3 separate regions of the Mus musculus genome follow, and all the other regions are linked to region 1. Evidence: chromatin contacts called from public Hi-C and HiChIP or PLAC-seq data. All regions are on one chromosome and are shown on one strand. Each heading gives the region's core, a stretch centred on a gene start, on an enhancer-like site or on the middle of the called end of the contact. The rest is flanking DNA. Distances are from core to core; before and after follow the strand shown. Region 1 overlaps Tns1 (tensin 1). Region 2 holds the start of Arpc2 (actin related protein 2/3 complex, subunit 2). Region 3 holds the start of Cxcr1 (chemokine (C-X-C motif) receptor 1).

Region 1 (3,075 bases), core at 376-2,875:
ATCCCAAGGTGCTGAAAGGGGCATGGGTGGCCATCTTTAGAAAATTCTGGAAAATGGAGCCATGCCAGAAGGCAAGCTTGACCTGAGGCTGACTTCCAAAGGGAGGGAGTCTGTGGGCCTGAGCTTCCCAAAGACCCCAGCAGCTGGAGATGGGAGGGGTCATACAGCCCAATTCAAGCACAACCGGAGGTTGTACAGTCCAGAAGGGCTAGGAGCATGAAGCCGCTCTTGAGGTGTTTGGATTTGTTTTCTATTGAACAATAGAACAAAGCAACATTTAGGAGGTGGAGATGGTCATGGGGCTAGTTGGTTTGTGAGGCAGGAAGAGGTTTCAAACATCAGACATGGCCCACCTGGGCTGTCTTGGGATGGGGAACTGATAACTGATGTCTGCTGCTGGAACCCCTCACTAGTCACTAACACCCATTAGGTGTGGGGTGCCAGCGAATGTTCCTTGGGTTTCCTCAGGCCCGCTCACATCCTGTCTTTTCTCAGGGCAGGCAAGTGTCATGGTCCCCAGAGGTCAGAGGTCAAAGCTTCTTTTTGACCACCAGTGGGAGAGGATCCTGCCTGCTTTAGCAGCCTGGTGTTTGGGGCAGAGCTGTGCCCAGGAGGTATAAGTCTGGCCTGGGATGGCTGACCAGGGCACACAGGGTTGCCAGATCAGAAGGCAAGGCAGAGGGAAACCATACCATAGAATGCATCTGTGCCCAACTCTAGACTCTCACCAGGGGGGGCCCTGGGTTTCAGGAGAATAAATGAACTCACTTGTGCTACGCCTTGGAAAGTCTGTTCTCTGTGGCCAGGCTGATTTAGAGGAAGGAGTAGGGGGAGCTCTAGAAGATGGTAGATCACACACCTTGGTACAAATTGCAGAAGCAAGCAAGCAAATATGGTATAAAAGTCAGACAGCCTGCTCTCGCTGGGGGAGAGTAGACCCTGTGATCTTGTGTATAACCTTGGTCTGGACACCTACTTGGTGGCCCTGACTGGCAAGATGGGGATGGGAATGTACTCTGCTGGAGAGGAAAGGGCCAGCTATTGACTCTGGCACTAGAGAGGGAGGGGCCGGGCTTAGAGGAGTTCACAGTCTGGGTGGAGAACAGGACCTTGAGAGCTAAGTACTAAGGGCCATTATGGGTCCTTGAGCAGGCAATTGACCCATGGCAGGGTTTTAGAGTGGGAATCTGCTGCCAGCTGGGGGTGGCTTGACAGGAAGGGGAAGGCAGGTGGAAGGGACTAGGGTAGACATCCAGTAGGGTCTTAGGGTTTCTGGGCCAGATTAGTTCAAGGATGCGGAGGAGGCAAAGCCTTATGGTAGACCTGGTCCTCTGTGGGAGGAGAGCTGTGATCAGAGGGAATACTCAGTATTCTAGCCTGGTCCTGATATGGGGCTGGAGAGGAGGTCCTGGGTGTCCCAGCCTCAGCCCGTGGTGTAGTGCTGGGCCCCTTAGGGTTGGCTTGGAGGAGGGGCTGAGACAGGAAGGGACTTGCTTGGCGCTCCTCTCGGGGGTGTGTGGAAGTCAGCATAGCTTTCCACTTAATCACCAGAGCCTGTTCTTTTCCCCTTGATGGCTGAGTGTGTCTATGAGAGGCAGTGACCTTGGCAGCAATCTACCCTGAACATTTAGGTCAGCGTCCCTGCCACCTGGGCCTCCTGCCTGCCCAGGATCCTGCTTCAGTCCCAGCTGTTCCCGTGCCCATTTTGTTGCCTCTTGTTGCTTTGGGGTGGAGCATAGCAGGGACACAGCTTTGGAGGGCTGACCTGGGCTCACATAGAAGCAAGCACCCTCCGGGAAATTGCCAGAAGAGGAGCCAAATGTTCCTTCTCCAGCCCCTGAGACCTTGACGTAGAATGAAGGCTCAGGAAGCCTGGGCAGGCAGCTGACCCAAAGCAAGCTTTTAAGGTGAGAGTCTCTGGCTTCCTCTGTCACTGCTGCTGCCTATAGGTTGCTGTTGTCATTATCTCTATTGAGAGGATGCCCTCATGGGGATGTTATGAGGCCATGCCTCCAGTATGCAGCCTATTGTCATATTCTGCTAAATGTCCCCAAATGCTATGCCTTGTCCCCCTGCCTCTCAGCACCCAACCCCATATCTACTTATGGTTCTATTTTGGGGAAAAAGTGAGCCCAGAATAGCCTTCCCTGTGTCTTGGGTCTGAGCAATTCCAGTTCCTTCTGGTTGGCCCCTCTGCCTCCCAGGCCCTTCCCCCTCCAAGATAGGTAGTGCTGGGTGACCTCACAGATCATCAATGTGGTGGTAGATGTGATGCCACGGGGTCTTTTTGGCTCCAAACTGCCCAGATTACAGACTTCCCTTGGGACAAGAGCAGAGAGATCTGGCAAGCTAGAGCTGAGGGTTTGAAGTGTTCTGGACAGAATGTTCCTCTGGAGGCTGAGTCTGCACTCTGCACCCTCCCTCTTGCCCCCGAGCCCTGGGCTCAGGCTGGGGCATCCCCAAGCCCCGGCATTTCCTTCCTCTGAACAGCAGCCCACAGATACATTTTTCTCCTCCCCCCAGCCTAGCCTCCCAGCAGGCCACCAATGAATTTCTACTACATGGTCCCCAGGCAGGTGGGCCAGCCTCCCAATCTTCCAGGACATGCTCTTCTTGGCTCAGTCAGCAGCGAGAGGTAGCACGTGCACAGAGAGGGAAAGGCATGCGTGTCTGTTTTGGGGGAAACATTGAAGAAAGGATATGCAGCTTCCTTACCCACCCTGTGGTTCACAGCAAATTCAGGAAGTTCTCTGCTGTCTGATAGTAGCCTCTCCCACTGCAGTCCATTCCCCAGTTTTCCCAGGGAAGTACAGGAAAGATGTCTGTTCCTACTGGTGACCTGGGTAAGGGTCTGCTGTCGCCAGCCTTTGGGGCTCCAAAAGTGTGTTGAATGGAGCTAAGAAGAAGGCTCAGTAGGAAACGTGCTTGCTGTGCAAGCACAGAGACCTGAGTTCAATCCCAGCACCGTGTAAAACCAGGCCCAGTGATGCTTACCCGAATTCCCAGCAGTGTGTGGTAACAGGAAGAGCCCTGGGTCTTGCTGGCCAGCCAGGGTAGCCAAATCAGTAAGCCTTA
Region 2 (3,075 bases), core at 192-2,691, 230 kb before region 1:
ATCGGCAAGCACTTTCCTATTTCTAGTTCCTAGTTCACAGAAAACAGCCTGCACTTATTTCCTAACTGTGAAACCAAAATGTGAAGCCCCACCTTTACCAATGAGGAAATGAGGCAAAGGAATGGCCACAGGCCACCATAAATTAGAACCTAAAACCCAATTCCTCTGCTCAGGTTTTAAATATATTAGAGAGGCAACGCGGCTTTAAGGGAGGAGTTTGCTTTTTTGTGTATGACAGAGAGGGCTGGAAATACGTCCCATATATTAAGATGCTGATGTTATAAATGGTTATCTTAAGAACTTTATAGATTCTGGGAGCAGAAGCAGCTATTAACCCAGTCGGCATTACTACAGAAGAAATCAAAGACCGGGGTCTTTGATAAGAATTTAAGACACACAACCAATAAGTAAATAGAGCAAGCTTGTCTCGAGAGCTAAAGAGAGTGTGGATGGAGAACCGTTGGCTTTGCCTAAAGGATATATAACAAAATGGCTAGTTTCACAGTAGGTTAGAGATTTTTTTTACCCCCCTAGCAGCCTGGGTCTGCTTTCAGTCTTGCCTCCTGCTTTTCCTGGGGTCTCGAGAGATGGGGGTGGGGAAGCAGAATGCTGGTGGCGATCTGGGCCTACACGTTCTTCCCACCTCGCCCTGGGAATTCCTGAAAACTCCATTCAATCCAGCTTCCCCAAAAGGGTCTCTCTGGGTTCGGTACAATGACGGAAAAGACAGAGGGAAGTGCACCCCTCTCTTCCCCCCTGAGGACCGTAGGCTCTCGGGCGTGACTTCTGGCCTCGGCTGCCCTCACGTCCTACAGGTCTCCTGTTCTCTGGCACGCCTTGCCCCTGTCCTCTCGCTGCTTCCGCATCCCTATCTCAGCCTCTCCCCACGCATCTCAGGCCCTCGGCTCACCGCGCCCCGTGGCTTCCCACGTCCATCCTGCCAGGGAAACCCTGAAGCCGCGCCAGGTTCCCGATTTGTCCCCCTCTAGGGCTGGGGAGCTGGACGCCACCCGGGATTTAGCTGGGGTCAACTCGGCCTCCTCCCGGCGTGCGCTTACCCGGCGGCCGCGTTCTCGAACTTGAGCGCGAGCGTCTCCTCGATGATGCGGTTGTTCACCTCCAGCAGGATCATGGCGGCGGCTGCCCCGGGCAGGGGAAGGAGAAACAAGGGCGGTGAGGGTGGGCAATCGAGGGTAGGACGGAGGGAGCGGCCCCGCTGCCCCTGACGAGGGGGGCTGGGTGCGGTAGGTGAGGGGAGAAGGGGACGGGGAGCGGGGTGGGGAGAGGCGGACACACGCGCTGGCCCGGCACGCGCTGCCTGTAGCAGGCAGCCACCACCCGACCGACCTGGCCCCCGAAGCTTCAACCCGCCTGCCGAGCCGCCGCCGCCTCCGCCGCCGCCTTACTTGACGATCCCGGTCCCCGCCCAGCCCCCGGCTCCAGCCGGCCACTTCCGCTCTCACACCCACTTCCGCTCGCCGCCCGCACGCGCGGCCCCGCGGCGCCATTTCCGCTTCGACCTCGCGCGTGCACTCGCCCGCAAGCGCGTCCCGGTGAGGAGGCAGGCAGAGGGCATGCGTGCGCATGCGCCACACGCCGCCCCGCTCCTCCTGACCAGGAGAGTCCTACGCTCACCTGTCATTCCCCGTTGTCCGTACAATCCACCTGCCCCTTTCGCGAATATTCCAGAAGCCTGATTCCACCCTTCCGATATTATTTCAGAAGCCCCCTTAAGAAGCTTGTTTGGGGTGGGGGGGATCCCTTGCTTCCAACTTGTGGGTGCTTTTTGCTCATTCCGTGCTTAGGGCTACCCTGCAGCACCGTTGTGCCTATTCTTCGCCAGCGACTGTTTAGTGGCCATCTCTCCTTCCCAGGGATACAGTGATTAATGCAATAGATGAGGACTTGACCTTCTAAAGCTTATGGTCTGCTAAAAGAAACGCAATAAAAGCCCGGCGTGGTGGCGCACGCCTTTAATCCCAGCACTCAGGAGGCAGAGGCAAGCCTGGTCTACAAAGTGAGTTCCAGGACAGCCAGGGCTATACAGAGAAACCCTGTCTCGAAAAACCAAAACCAAAAAAAAAAAAAAAACAAAAACAAAAAACCAACAACAACAAAAACGCAATAAATTCCACGTTGTTATTGGGCAATAAAGGAAAGGAATCCAGATGGGCCTTAGGGATTCCTGTCATACCTTTATTTCTTTGCTTAAGTGCCGCCACCGCCACCTGTCCTTTCAGCTTGGGTACCATGTTTCCACTTTTTTCTCTTCCAGGAACAATTTTAATTAAGCCTCTTCTCCATGCAATAAAAAAAAAAATTTTGTTTGATATTGATCAGAGGACACCTTTTGGTAGTCAGTTCCCTTCTCTCTCCAACACATGGATCCTGAGAATTGAACTCAGGTCATCGGGCTTAACAACAGGCACAACTTGCTGAGCCACGCCCTGGCCCTGTTTGTCCAGATTTTTGAAAGAGGGACTTGCTCTGTAGCTCTGGCTAGCCTTGAACATGTATTGGTGTCTCCAAGTTCTGGGATTCTCAGTTCACACCAATATGCCTTTCTTACTTCATTTCAGTTGTCTCTAAAAAAATCTTTTTTGCTGCTTGTGGTGAGGCATACTTTTAATCCTAGCACTCGGGAGGTGGAGACAGGCAGATTTCTGTGTGTTCCAGGCCAGTCTGTTCTACACAGCAAGTTCCAAGCAAGCCAGAACTGCATGGTGAGACCTTGTCTCTTGTCTCAAAGCAAATGAACAAATATGGAATTCTAAGATTTATTATTATAGGGAGAGTACATGTGCATCGTGGTTGTTGAGTGGAGGCTGGAGGACAGCTTTTGGACATTGGTTATCTTCTTCCACTGTGGAATCCTGGGATGAAAGTCAGGTCATCAGCCTTGCCTAGCAAGTACTTTACCTGCTGAGCCATCTCTCAAACCCCAAAGCACAAATGTGTATGCTAAGCAATAGAGTCCCACTAGCTTTGCTAAAGATGACACCTACGACGTGTCTAATCTTTGCCTGAGTTATTATTTTTTTTTCAAGAAGTTGACAACAGCATCGTCTTTCTCAC
Region 3 (3,075 bases), core at 199-2,698, 190 kb before region 1:
AGAGCAGGCCATGTTCTTTTATTTGTTTGTATAATGTTTATGAGCACACTGTCGCTGTCTTCAGACACACCAGAAGAGGACATCGGATCCCATTACAGATGGCTGTGAGCCATCATCTGGTTGCTGGGAATTGAACTGGGAATTGGAAGAACAGTCAGTGCTCTTAACTGCCGAGCCATCTCTCCAGCCCACAGTCTGTGCTCTTAACCCAGTCAGCCATTTTTCCATCCCTACCAAGTTTTCTTATACAGACCAGGGCCACCTGCTTGGGGATGGTGCCTCCCACAGTGGGCTGGGCCCTCCTACATCAATTAGAGATCAAGACAATCTTCCACAGATATGCCCACAGGCCTGTCTGATCTGAGAAATCCCTCAATTGGGATTCCCTTCTCAGATGACTCTAGGTTGTGTTTAGTTGATAGTTCAAACTAACCAGTCCACTGAACCCTAGGAATAAAGTCAGGGGTCAGCTGTGAGTTGCTCAGGGACTTCTCAGGCAGCTTCCTAAAGAAGCTGTCCTTCAGTACCAAATGGGGAGCAGTAATGGCATCACCCCCAGATGGTCTTTCACTGTTTTCCCAGCCCTCATGATCTTCTGATAGACTTCAGGGAAGGAGTGGCCATGCCCCAAACCTCAGCTCTACTGTAACCAAGCAATAATTGGAAGTAAAAGAGAGTGTAAAGGAAAGGTTTTCCTTCCAAAATCTCTACCACATGACCCTAAAGATGCCTATAAATATAAGTGAAAATGGCGTGCTTATAGCTGGGCATAGTGGTGTATACTTGTAATGCCAATATTTGGGAGAGAGATGAAGGTTTATGGACTTAAGGTCAGCATGGGCTATGAGAGACTCTGTCTCAAAACAAAACAAAACAAAACAAAACAAAACAGCAAGCATTGGGGTTGCAGGTGTAGCTCAGCGGTAGGATACTTGTCCCAGCATGCACTGGGTCCTGGGTTCTATTCCAGCACCAACATAAATGTCTGCGTGCTGTCCAAACACAGCTTAAGTGTAGACCCTACCACCAGCTTTCCGCTAAGTTCTCCTTTAGACTCCCTAAGTCTTTCCCACCGTGGACTTCTGAAACTTCTGTTATAGGAAGTCTGTACTGCCCCCTTTCTTATTCCCCTTGGGAAGTTAGAAACTTCTCAAGGTAATCTATTAGGAAACTTAGGGGTGGCACGTGCAGGTAAATTCAAGAAACTGAAGATGGTAGAAGTGATCATCTATGGAGGGAAGGAGTTAGAGAGAACACCCTTAACTGCAGGGTCACCCTGCTAAGCCTACGGAACTCAGAATCTCTGATACTGCCGGGCCCCATGACTTCATCTGTACCCAAATGCAGATGTGGGCGGGGCTCTAGGGGGAGGTGTGGTTTCTCCCTCTTTCTTTTATTCATCCAGTCCCTTCGGTTGTTTGATCATTCTGTTTCCTGAGCTGCAGGCTCCTCCCGCACACAAGGAACGGACCCAGCTGGTGCCTCAGGTAGGACGCCTGTGTCAGCTGTGTGTCAGTCCACATGTTGGGGTAGGAAGGCTTGGTCCAACTTTATTTTAGAAAACACACTGGTTTCTGTGGGACTAAGGGATTTCTGATAAATGGTTTCTTGTCCCCTCACTGTGTCTAGGTACGCAACTCTGACTTCCTAGGTGCTTACGGTCACAGCCCCCCTCCCCTCAGCCATTGCTTTTTATTGCTTTCCTGTTATGTGGCTGCAGTGAACAGTTTCCTGGCTCAGTGTTGATTGCTTCTCTCTAACCTTCATCTTCTGTGAAGATGCAAACTCTGGCACTGAGAGAGCATCCCAAGGGGTAGGGATGTGGTTGCCCTTGCCATAGAATCCAAGGCCTGGAAGCTGGGAGAGCTCCCTATCTTCCCACAATCTGCAGTTGATAAGTGGAAATCTTTGGGGATTAAAGGCCCCAGGTAAGGTAGCCATTGAGAGTGGGCATTAGGTAACTGTATCCTCATCTTAAACTCAGTTAACTTCTAAATACTTCCAGATTACAGAGCCCTGGTGTTGGGTAGAGGTGCACACGTGTTCTCATGTCTCAAGTGTGTGTGTGTGTGTGTGTGTGTGTGTGTGTGTGTGTGTGCAAGTGTGCAGGACTATATACAGAGGCCAGAGGCTAGAGGACAATTTTAAGGAGCTGGTTTCCTTCTTCCATCATAGATTCTGGGAGCAAACTCAAGGTGTCAGGCTTGTGTGACAAGCTCTGCCGAGGTATCTCACCAACCCTTGACATGCATTTAAAATTTTTCTATTTCACGCTTAATGTGTGTGTGAGCTTAGGTGTGGAGGCCAGAGAATAACCTACATGAGGTAGTTCTTTCCTTCTACCATGTGGGCTCTGGGGATCAAGTTCAGGTTTTCGGCTTGGCAGCACGCAGGCACCTCACTGAATCATTGCTTTGGCCTCTTCTGTGTGCTTTTGACGCGATGTTTACAACTGTGAAAGCTGGAGACAATCTCATCAGAAGACAAGGCGCAGAGTACAGTGTAATGTAATCTGAAGTTATCACCTCTTTCTCCAGGTAGGTTTTAAGAAAGGCAAACAAGGGGCTGGGGAGATAGCTCAGTGGTTAGGAGCATGGAGTGCTCCTGAGGATTTGGTTCCTAGGACCCACTTTGGGCAGCTCGCTACTCCTGGTAGCTCCAGTTCCAAGGGATCAGATGCCTTCTTCTGACCTCTACATATAGACACACAGACAAGTTCATATGCACTTATACATAAATAAAAGCAATGAAAAATAATATGTCTTTACAAAAATTGCAAACAATAATGAGGGGGCATATATAAGACATAAGGTTGGAGGGGACGCCCAGATACACCTTGCCTCCTTCCGTTTGCTGTGTGCTGGCTCTTCCCTGAGTGTAAGAACAACCTGGTGACTGTATCTGAACCCAGGGGCGTGGCTGAGGACAAAGATGGTTAAGAGGAGACAAGGAAGAGCTGGGCATAGAGTTGAGAACTGTAGAGCCAACTGAAGGCAAAGGTATCTCCCATGGGTTTTATTCTATACTCAGACTGACTGTCCAAGGACTTTGACAGCATTAGGAAGCTAACCTACC

What was found. A called contact is a pair of places that touch in the nucleus more often than the background predicts. HiChIP or PLAC-seq counts read pairs in DNA pulled down with a chosen protein or histone mark.
Region 2: an H3K4me3 HiChIP or PLAC-seq map of bone marrow-derived macrophages shows a contact between it and region 1, with 2.5 times the contacts expected there. The contact joins the promoter of Arpc2 here to the enhancer-like site in region 1. A contact is called at or near these places in 4 of 115 datasets of contacts at active chromatin or transcription factors (bone marrow-derived macrophages, embryonic limb bud, embryonic stem cells and 1 more) and 2 of 9 other capture datasets (adipose tissue and liver).
Region 3: a Hi-C map of group 2 innate lymphoid cells shows a contact between it and region 1, with 2.2 times the contacts expected there. The contact joins the promoter of Cxcr1 here to the enhancer-like site in region 1. A contact is called at or near these places in 3 of 39 promoter capture datasets (the HPC-7 cell line, embryonic stem cells and hippocampal neurons), 30 of 484 Hi-C or Micro-C datasets (B cells, the BV-2 cell line, the Ba/F3 cell line and 16 more), 1 of 115 datasets of contacts at active chromatin or transcription factors (bone marrow-derived macrophages) and 5 of 9 other capture datasets (adipose tissue, embryonic stem cells, liver and 2 more).

What each region holds. Positions count from the first base shown.
Region 1 is chr1:74,007,206-74,010,280 of GRCm38.p6, reverse strand. The region is part of intron 4 of Tns1 (tensin 1); the gene reads left to right. Among named protein-coding and RNA genes, the nearest start is that of Gm39664, 22 kb to the left of the region's middle. Within about 2 kb of position 1,625, at least 129 of the 459 cell types and tissues checked have an H3K27ac peak or open chromatin away from gene starts, as enhancers often do. A contact at or near this core is called in the HL-1 cell line, the HPC-7 cell line, adipose tissue and 6 more, where this site is marked.
Region 2 is chr1:74,234,883-74,237,957 of GRCm38.p6, reverse strand. It overlaps Arpc2 (actin related protein 2/3 complex, subunit 2), which reads right to left and starts at 1,441. Exons shown (of 10, transcript NM_029711.2): 1 at 1,059-1,441. The coding sequence starts at 1,132.
Region 3 is chr1:74,193,004-74,196,078 of GRCm38.p6, reverse strand. It overlaps Cxcr1 (chemokine (C-X-C motif) receptor 1), which reads left to right and starts at 1,448. Exons shown (of 2, transcript NM_178241.4): 1 at 1,448-1,487.